2 separate regions of the Hordeum vulgare genome follow, and region 2 is linked to region 1. Evidence: chromatin contacts called from public Hi-C data. All regions are on one chromosome and are shown on one strand. The core of a region is the stretch at or near the end of the contact, and the rest is flanking DNA. Distances in the headings are between cores, read along the strand shown. Region 1 holds the start of LOC123429935 (silicon efflux transporter LSI2-like). Region 2 holds the start of LOC123429951 (ubiquitin-conjugating enzyme E2 5-like).

Evidence for each region. A called contact is a pair of places that touch in the nucleus more often than the background predicts.
Region 2: a contact with region 1 is called in a Hi-C map of leaf, with 3 times the contacts expected there. The contact joins the promoter of LOC123429951 here to the promoter of LOC123429935 in region 1. A contact is called at or near these places in 2 of 6 Hi-C or Micro-C datasets (leaf and seedling).

The regions. Positions count from the first base shown.
Region 1 is chr1H:247,967,703-247,972,282 of MorexV3_pseudomolecules_assembly, forward strand. LOC123429935 (silicon efflux transporter LSI2-like) reads right to left here and starts at 3,194. Exons shown (of 4, transcript XM_045113902.1): 1 at 3,019-3,194.
Region 2 is chr1H:248,865,495-248,869,667 of MorexV3_pseudomolecules_assembly, forward strand. LOC123429951 (ubiquitin-conjugating enzyme E2 5-like) reads left to right here and starts at 1,819. Exons shown (of 6, transcript XM_045113919.1): 1 at 1,819-2,085; 2 at 2,196-2,275; 3 at 2,463-2,712; 4 at 2,805-2,857; 5 at 2,945-3,073. The coding sequence starts at 2,042.

The sequences.
Region 1 (4,580 bases), core at 1,944-4,443:
TCTCGGTGCATTAGGCATTTTAGGAGGTGCACTGCAACCTAGGCACGCATAGATTGGGTAGGAGAAGAAAATTAAATTGCAGAGGAAGCCAATCACACCATTCCTTTCTCAACTGAAAACGTGCTATTAATTAGAATACCTCTTGAAATCCAAAAAGTGTGCCGCATAAATTGCATGCATTGGTCCTTCAATTAATAGATGTGGTCTAATTAATATGCATGCAACTAGTACTACTCTAATGTGCCTTAGTGTTTTGGGATTATTTGATTTTCGTAAGATGTCTAATGCACCGAGACGGAGGAAGTATATGATACTACCCATTACAACCAGCCTTAAGGATAGTCCTATGCCAACGGTCCCCGTCGGCATCTGGCTGTCCGCAACGCGAACATCGATCTCAATTTCTTTTTTCTTTTTTTTCTTAACATAAGAAAAATGTCACGCAAATAGGCTTATAGCTAATATTGCTTTAACTGTACGTTTACTGTGGATGTGGATGAATTAGTCTTAGTCACATCTCGCACATGCTTTAGTTTGACTAGACCGAACTTGGCAGGGATTTGCCACTTGGGTTCCTTTGGCCTACACAATCTCTTTTATTTAAAGAATTTGCTTTGATATCCTTTGTTTCACCAACTAGTAATAAAAATTTATTGTAGCCATTTAAAATAACTTTAACGTCATACTCAATCAGCATTAGCATCGATGAAGACATACTCCCTTCAAGCTCACACATATTTTGTGACAAACTTTAACCATCAATAATAAATTATCAGTTGTTGTCATCTATTTTATTAATTATACGTCCTAAAAACATGCCATTGGATTCATATACTTTCTCCGTCATGGTTTAAAAGGCGTGTTTAGAAATTCTCTGAAACCTAGGTGATTATTGATTGATTGTGAGATGGACCAAAAAAAACATTCACACTAGACATGCATATAGAAGTAGTACAATGAAGTACTAATTAGCTGCTAGAAGTAAATGCAATGCGCCTTAACACATGCATAAACATTGTCTATTGTGAAAATCATATAAATTTAAACGTGCATTCTAAACCGTGACGGGGGAGTACAAAATAAAATGGTATATTTATGACACATAAATCATATATTATTGGTGTAATTGACGATCAAAACAAAACAAATTTTGAACTATGTGCGGCTATGAGGTGGATTTGGTGACTTCATAAAGATAAAAAATTGTCGCATCTGTCTTTCGGATATGCACATAAGGATAGGATATATTCATAGATATAAATGTTTGTGCGGTTAGAATTATGGCACATAATTTGTACTACCACCTCTTTTGCTCTATCATTGCAACATGTATAATTTGTCAACATGTATATATTTGGTGTAATTTGAACTATTTATGAAGCGAGTAAATGCAGTATTCGAGTACCGTCTTTCTCTCTCACGGGCCAAAAAGTTCAAATGGCCAATCAGTAAACCATTTCCTGTTCGTATGAATTAAAGCGCCTACGCAGGGGTCTTTGCATGGGACGTGGCCTTGTTAATCTGCTCGTCCAGAAGCTATCGTTGTGGCACAGCAACAGAGAGATCGATCAAGCTCAGTCGCGTGCGGCGACAAGGACCGGCCGGGCATCACATTCGCATGGTCGCCCTCTAGTCCAATCTGATAGGTCGGTTTCCCATAAACTGGCCGCGACGAGTATACCATCGGTGTCACTTGAAAACAGGTCAAAAGACCCAAGCGCGCGCTCCGTAGAAAAGCTTGGCGCGACGACGGCCACTCGCTCGAGGTCCAGGCGGAGGTGACAGCCGGGCTAACATCCATTTTTCGCACATACGCCGGCCGTGGGGACTGGCTGTCCTATACTTTCCCAGACTTGGTGCACAAAAGTTTTTATGGGCCCCCGGGAAACTCCAAAAGAGGCTGGCTGGCAGTTCATCAAGACGCGATCTTGACTGCTGCGACGTGACACGGCTACGGATGAGAGGAGAGGCGAGTCGACCTGACCCCTCTGAGAGGAGACGCTCTCGGGCGTACGGAGCGTGCGAAGCGACGGGAGAGGTGTGTGGTGCTTGTTGCCTCGGAGAGTGACCGGGAGAGCAACGTCCATGTTTTGTTTTGGCCTCGGGCTACTGTGAGCTCCCCATCGGTGTGAGAGTGAGTCGTGCAGTTTGCGGCCCGTGTGGGTAATTTCTTCCTGCGTGCTTGGGCAGGCAGATGGTATATTTTTTTTTTAACACAGAAAATCAAAATCACTAACGTATACTCATCTACTCGCTCCGTTCCTAAATATAAGTCTTTTAAGAGATTTCACTAGCGGTCTACATACGAAGCAAAATGAGTGAATCTATACTTTAAAATATGTCTATATACATTCGTATGTAGTTCATTAGTAAAACCTCTAAAAAGACTTATATTTAAGAACGGAGGGAGTATATGACACACATCCTAAGTCTATAACACAAGTTTTTCAAATCGGCACATCATTCTAATATTGACGAAGTCGTTACAGGCCTACACAGGACAAATTCAAGAAAATAAGAGCATTGATGCGAAATTTATGACTTGAATTCTGGTGAATTGAGGTGGGTCGTGTCTCGTGTGGAGTATTGCTGACCACATTTGCCAAGCGGTGAATTTCATCCCGCACAAGAAAGAATTTCATAGCTTATTGGTATGCAGCTGGATCTGCATACTTTATTAAACTACTTCATAAAGTTAACAACACATTGACGTACTATTAGTAGTGCCAGGTACGAACTCTGAACAGAGTGTCGAAACTTGGGACCAAGACCAAATCTGGGAACATGCATGCATATCAGCATATGTGACGGAGGGACCGTCCGCATCGGCATGCATGGCGTGGCGAAATCCTTCCGTACCAAGGCATACAAGATAATGGTTGTGTGGTACTATGTAGTAGTACATGGATGCATCGTCGTTTATCTTCAAATTAAACTCAACAACTCTTGTTAAACGAAGCCACCCAGCTGCATGCATGCTACGCTACGAGCAGAGAGAGAGAGAGAGAGTGAGCTTACATTACGAGGCCACACCAGAGCGATCGACACACGCATGCGGCCGATTTTCCCCTCTCGCCGCGCGGCCTAAAGATCCGGCTAGGGAAATATCAATGGCTTGTAGCTTGTACTAGAAAAGAAGAAATATGGGCATGCACTGCCGTGCAAGCTAGCTGCAGAGTGATATGTGTGATGGGAGGGGGTGCGTATAAATAGGCCGCCGAGAGCCACGCGGGCACTGCGCAAGGCCTCCTTGATTTGGAGCTTCGTCTTGATTTCCTTTTGTACTCTTCCAGCGTGTGATTGAGCCTTTGACACAGCGCTGGGCGTCCCTAGCATCACCGCATACGTACAAACACATATCGTTAATTGCTTGACAAGGAAAGATCAACGCCATACAAAACGTTTTCACTCGATTGACACGCACGGAGATGGGGTGGGTGGCCTCAGTCAGCCTCGGCCACGAGCCTTAGGGCCAGTTTTTATCACCTTGTAATTCTTCACAATCATAATTCTGGATTTTCAGAAGACGTATGACCGTCTTGATTGGTCCTTTTTGAGGTTGATAATGCAGCGGCGCGGATTTGACGAGAGGTGGTGTTTCTGGATCATGCAACTGGTTCGATCCGGTAGCACCGCGATCAATATCAATGGTGAAGTAGGCCCTTTTTTTCGGGCTTCCAGGGGGGTCAAGAAAGGAGATCCTATCTTCCCCCTGTTTTTTAATCTCGCTGTTGACGCTCTTGCTGGCATCCTGGATAAGGCAAAGCTAGCCGGGCATATCCAGGGGGTGGTTGGGCACCTCATCCCGGGTGGTGGGGTTTCCCACCTCCAATATGCGGATGACACCATGATAATGGTCTCAGGCTCGGACTCGGACATTGCTAATCTTAAGTTCCTTTTGCTCTGCCTCGAGGAAATGTCTGGACTTAAGATTAACTTTGATAAGAGTGAGGTGGTGGTCCTGAGCTATTCTGAGGCTGAGCAGCACAGGATCGCGGAGAACCTTAACTGCAAGCTGACAGCTTTTCCCATCTCTTATTTGGGAATGCCCCTGGCTGAGTCCAGGATTCTGGTTAGTGGGTTTGATCCGCTTGTGGGACGAGTAGCGTCCCGTGCGGAGCCTTGGTGCGGCAGGTTCACATCTAAAGGTAGCAAATCCATTCTCATAAGCTCTAACCTTGCGAGCCTCCCCATGTATATGATGGGGATATATCTCTTGCCCGAAGGTGTGCACAACGCCTTTGACAAGGAGCTGACTAGATTCTTTTGGCAGGCAAGAAATGGTAGACCCAAGTATCACATGGTGAAATGGGCCGACATCTGCGTGCCAAAAGACCGAGGGGGCTTGGGCATACCTGTGTCCCGCCGCATGTACGTGGCCCTGATGCTCCGTTGGGTGTGGCGGATCCTGCAGGGTGATGGGGGTTTGTGGCTTCAATTGATTGAGGCCAAGTACCTTCGACGCAGACCCCTCTTAGCCTGCTCGCTCGCGAAAGGATCGCAGTTCTGGAAATCTATCCAGAGCATTAAGCACGAGATTAGGTTGGGTCTGCGTGTCTCGGTGGGCAATGGGTCTGGGA
Region 2 (4,173 bases), core at 569-3,068, 900 kb after region 1:
GAGCAGGAACATTATACGTGGAGTTAATTTTTGTTCTTCTTTGACGATGATCATTAGTATGAAATCCATGTTGGCGACCTAGGATTAGAAGAGTGGACGCTATTTATTTATCTTGCCTCTTAGGCATATTTGGTTCTTGTCCGTACTCAATTCCGTTCCTTCTTCCATTTCATAGATTGATGTAATGTTGGTCGTGTTGACCTCTAATTGGTGAAATATTTATGTATTGGCATATGTATGCCCTATTGTATCTCGTATTAAACTCTTCTATTCATGAGTAGTTGTATTTATTGCGATGTCCACCTTATTAATAACATATGACCCTACTTGTATTTATAAAGTCATGTGTTGGGGAAACCAATATATGCTTCTTCCTTGGCGAGGATTCTAAATTCTTCGTTGGGGCTAGTACCACATGTTGGGCGTTACAATATTTTTGGTGGCAAAGGACGAAACTAGTGCATGATGAATCACCAGAGGATGCCATGATCATAACTTCGTCTCTTTGTGCCCTTGCATCAAACTTTACGACCGCTTATATTCCAAAGGCTGCACCCCCTCCGAGGGACCTTGTTAAGCTTGAAGTTGCTACACGCTTTGATTCTGATATGTTGCAAGGATCCCTTGGTGTAATTATATGGCAGGAAAACATGTGTAAAAGGATCGAGTAGGGCTCTGATGCTTTGATAGCCAAAGCAATGGCCCTTCACTTTTGGGCCCTCTCTATCCTTCTCAGCCGACCACAATAAGATAATTGTCAACTCCGATATCATGAAGTTGTAGAGACCATGATAGCTAAAGGTCACCCGACTACCATTTTTGAGGATTGCTACCACACGACTTTGTGATTCTGTTGTTTCATATTTTAAGATTGTCATATGGAAGCTCCTTTTGTGGTGAATGGATTGAAGATGCTCCTAGTGAACTTGTTTCTCTTTTTCTATATGATGTAGCTATGATTACAATTAAATAATCATAATAGTAATCGAGATAAGAAGAGAGATGAAACAAGGAGTGAAGCCACAAATAGCCACCTTCCGCTAGCGAGGTCATGGATCCTAGCCTCCTCCGGTCACCGATCTAGCAGTTGGAGGAGGTGGGGATGTCGATACTTGCCCAGGCATGTAGATATGGTAGTTTTAGTTCCTAGAGGTGTCGGTGTCATGGAGGCTTTGACATTGGCTTCGAATAATGGATCTTTCATCCTTCCTCCTCCCCGACGTGGCATTTGGAAGCATTCGGTTTTGGGCGGCGTTGCTGGAGTTTTTCAGCCTAATCATCAACGTCGTCCAACGGAGGGGATGGTGTGGTGCAACGTTTTCCTCCTCAATCTCCCTCTTTGTTCGGTCATGTTTGGCCAGAGGAGACGTCATCGAGGAGCTCGCGAGTTAGGTTTCCTCCTTCACTGGCTGGAGGTTCGGTTGTTCCTCTGGTGGTGGTGGTGGTCGTTCCCTATGCCGATGACATTTTGTGCTCCTCGGGTATGTGATGGGTCTCATCGGCGGTGACTTTCCTCTTGTTGTGTTGGTCCTCTTGGACTGAAGATCGAATACTCCCCGTTCGCGTAGATGTCGTGAGATTCAAGATCTGGCTGGCTTCGGGTGAAGCGGCCGCGGCGCGCCCTTGATTCATGTTGGTAGATGAGGTTGCTTGCTACTCTTTGGACCTGGATGTAATTTCTGGTTTCTTTGGGGTGCTTGTACTGCTGTTTGGTCCTTCAATATATATCTGGGGGCTTTTGCGCAAAAATAAATATAAAGAGGACGTTTATTGATTGTGTAAAAAAGGTATTTAGCTTTGTCCCTTTTCTTCCTCTCTGCTGTGCTTGTCTCGCCTCCCTGTTCCCCGCCTTCTCTCTCTGCGGCAGCAATAAAAATAAAATAAATCTCGCGCAGGCACAGGGAGGAGGACGACGCACGCACCGTCACAAGCAGCTCAATCTCTTTCTCCTTTTCTTTTCTCTGCCTCCTCCCTTATCCCCACGCCCAGGAGACGCGTCTCCGGAGGAGAAAGGAAAGATTTCATCTTTTTTGCCCCCAAGATGTCCTCCCCAAGCAAGCGCCGCGAGATGGACCTCATGAAGCTGTGAGGATCTTGGAAATTGTTTTTCTTGTTGGGTACAAGCGATTGATTCCTTCCTTGGAGGCTCGGTTTTAATCTGATTTTCTTGTGGGGCGGTTCTTGGTTGTTTGCAGGATGATGAGCGACTATAAGGTGGAGATGGTGAACGATGGGATGCAAGAATTCTTCGTGGAATTCCGAGGGCCTACTGAAAGTACGGTCCTTGCGCAAAATCCGGTTTCAATCCTGTTTATTGGGTTCATGATCCGCGTTTATGTTCCCGATTTCTGATCTAGATGTACTGCAAAGCAACTCTGGCGGAAATTGTGAACCCCCTGTTGATCGTATGACAAGTTATCATTTACAAGTGGTTTAGCTCAAGATTTAGGTTTCGTTTGCAGATGAATTGCTCGCTTGTTCATTTGCCCTGGAGCATCTTCGCAATTTGGTGAATTTAAGTACAGTATATTTTTTCTATTGTATGGAAAGAGCGGCTATATTTCTAATCAATTGTGGATGTGTTCTAAATTTGATAGGTATTTATCAAGGTGGTGTCTGGAAGGTTAGAGTAGAACTGCCTGATGCATATCCTTACAAATCTCCGTCAATTGGTTTCATTAATAAGATTTATCACCCGAATGTGGATGAAATGTGAGCGTTTTTACCATCAAATTCTTTTGGTTAGCATAAGTAACAAAATTCGCACTGGTCTGACCTACTTTTTGTTTGCCTGCAAAATGTAGGTCTGGTTCGGTATGTTTAGATGTTATCAACCAGACATGGAGCCCAATGTTTGGTGAGCACTTGCTGCCTACTATTTGTATGAGCACTCCCTGATTATAGGTTCTGTATCTCATCTTATTTTTATTTGGGATTGTTGTAGATCTAGTAAATGTGTTCGAAGTCTTCCTTCCACAACTTCTGTTGTACCCAAATCCGTCTGATCCATTAAACGGAGAGGCTGCTGCGCTTATGATGCGAGATCGCCCTGCTTATGAACAAAAAGTGAAAGGTGATTTGGTTCAACATTGTCCACTATTTGTTATTGATATCGAGTCTTGAGTCTCATTATCTAATCCTTGCTCACAACATTTCTCTACTGATCTATGCCTTTCATATGCCATGCAACCTTGCAAGATTGGAGACACATTTTAGTTATTTTGTTGTCTTTGTTGATATGGCATGCAATATAAGCTAGCCAACTATGAGTATATAGATCGTACAGTCTTCCTTGGTATGCTTGTTCTGTTATGTTGTGTAAACAAAAACATATGAACAACCCTTTGGTTTAACTACTATAAAATATCAATACAACTGGGCGCACTCCATCCTACCTGTTCTATTTTTTGGATAAAGTGCTTGTGCATAGTTCTTAAACTAATTTTGTAGCTTTATCAACAACCATACAGTAACACCGTAACTTGTGTGTTCTATAACATTGTTATTAAGGGAATCGCCAGTTTGCCACTTTAGAGCTTTTATTATTCTAGTGTTTTCTAGACCTTTCCTGGTTGATGTTGAGGCATTTCTCCTTGTCTCAGGTGGATCTTGTCAGATCTGGTTCTTTGCTGTTTTGTGAACATGTTAAGGATCTAATTGGGTTGGTTAGTTCTTTCATCCTAGGGCTGCCAATACAGATGTTCTTCATACTAACATATACAAACTGAAGTTAATTGAATAATTACTACTCCCTCTGTTCTCTTTTATAAGACGTTTTAGACATTCAGACACTGCCTAAATTAGTGCAAAGCAAGCTGTCTGAAACATCTTATAAAAACGAACGGAGGGAGTAGTAAGTAGTAACACATGCTAATCCCCCCCCCCCCCCCCCCCCCCCCCGGCGAGGGACAAAAAAAACCCCATTACAAGATGCCTCATGCTGTGCTTAGAATTGTACTCAAAGGATGCTCGAATCTTATTTCCCATCCTCAATACTATACACAACTTTAGTTATTTGTTTGTCCTATGCCATAGTTTGAACTAATTTTGTAGTTGCTAAGTAATTTGATCATAAACTGAGATGCAATGTTGTACAAGGTGGCCTAGGCAACCATCCACGTAGGCACTTGGCAACCCCTTGCCGCCTTGATATTGCCATAGTCGGCAGGCTAT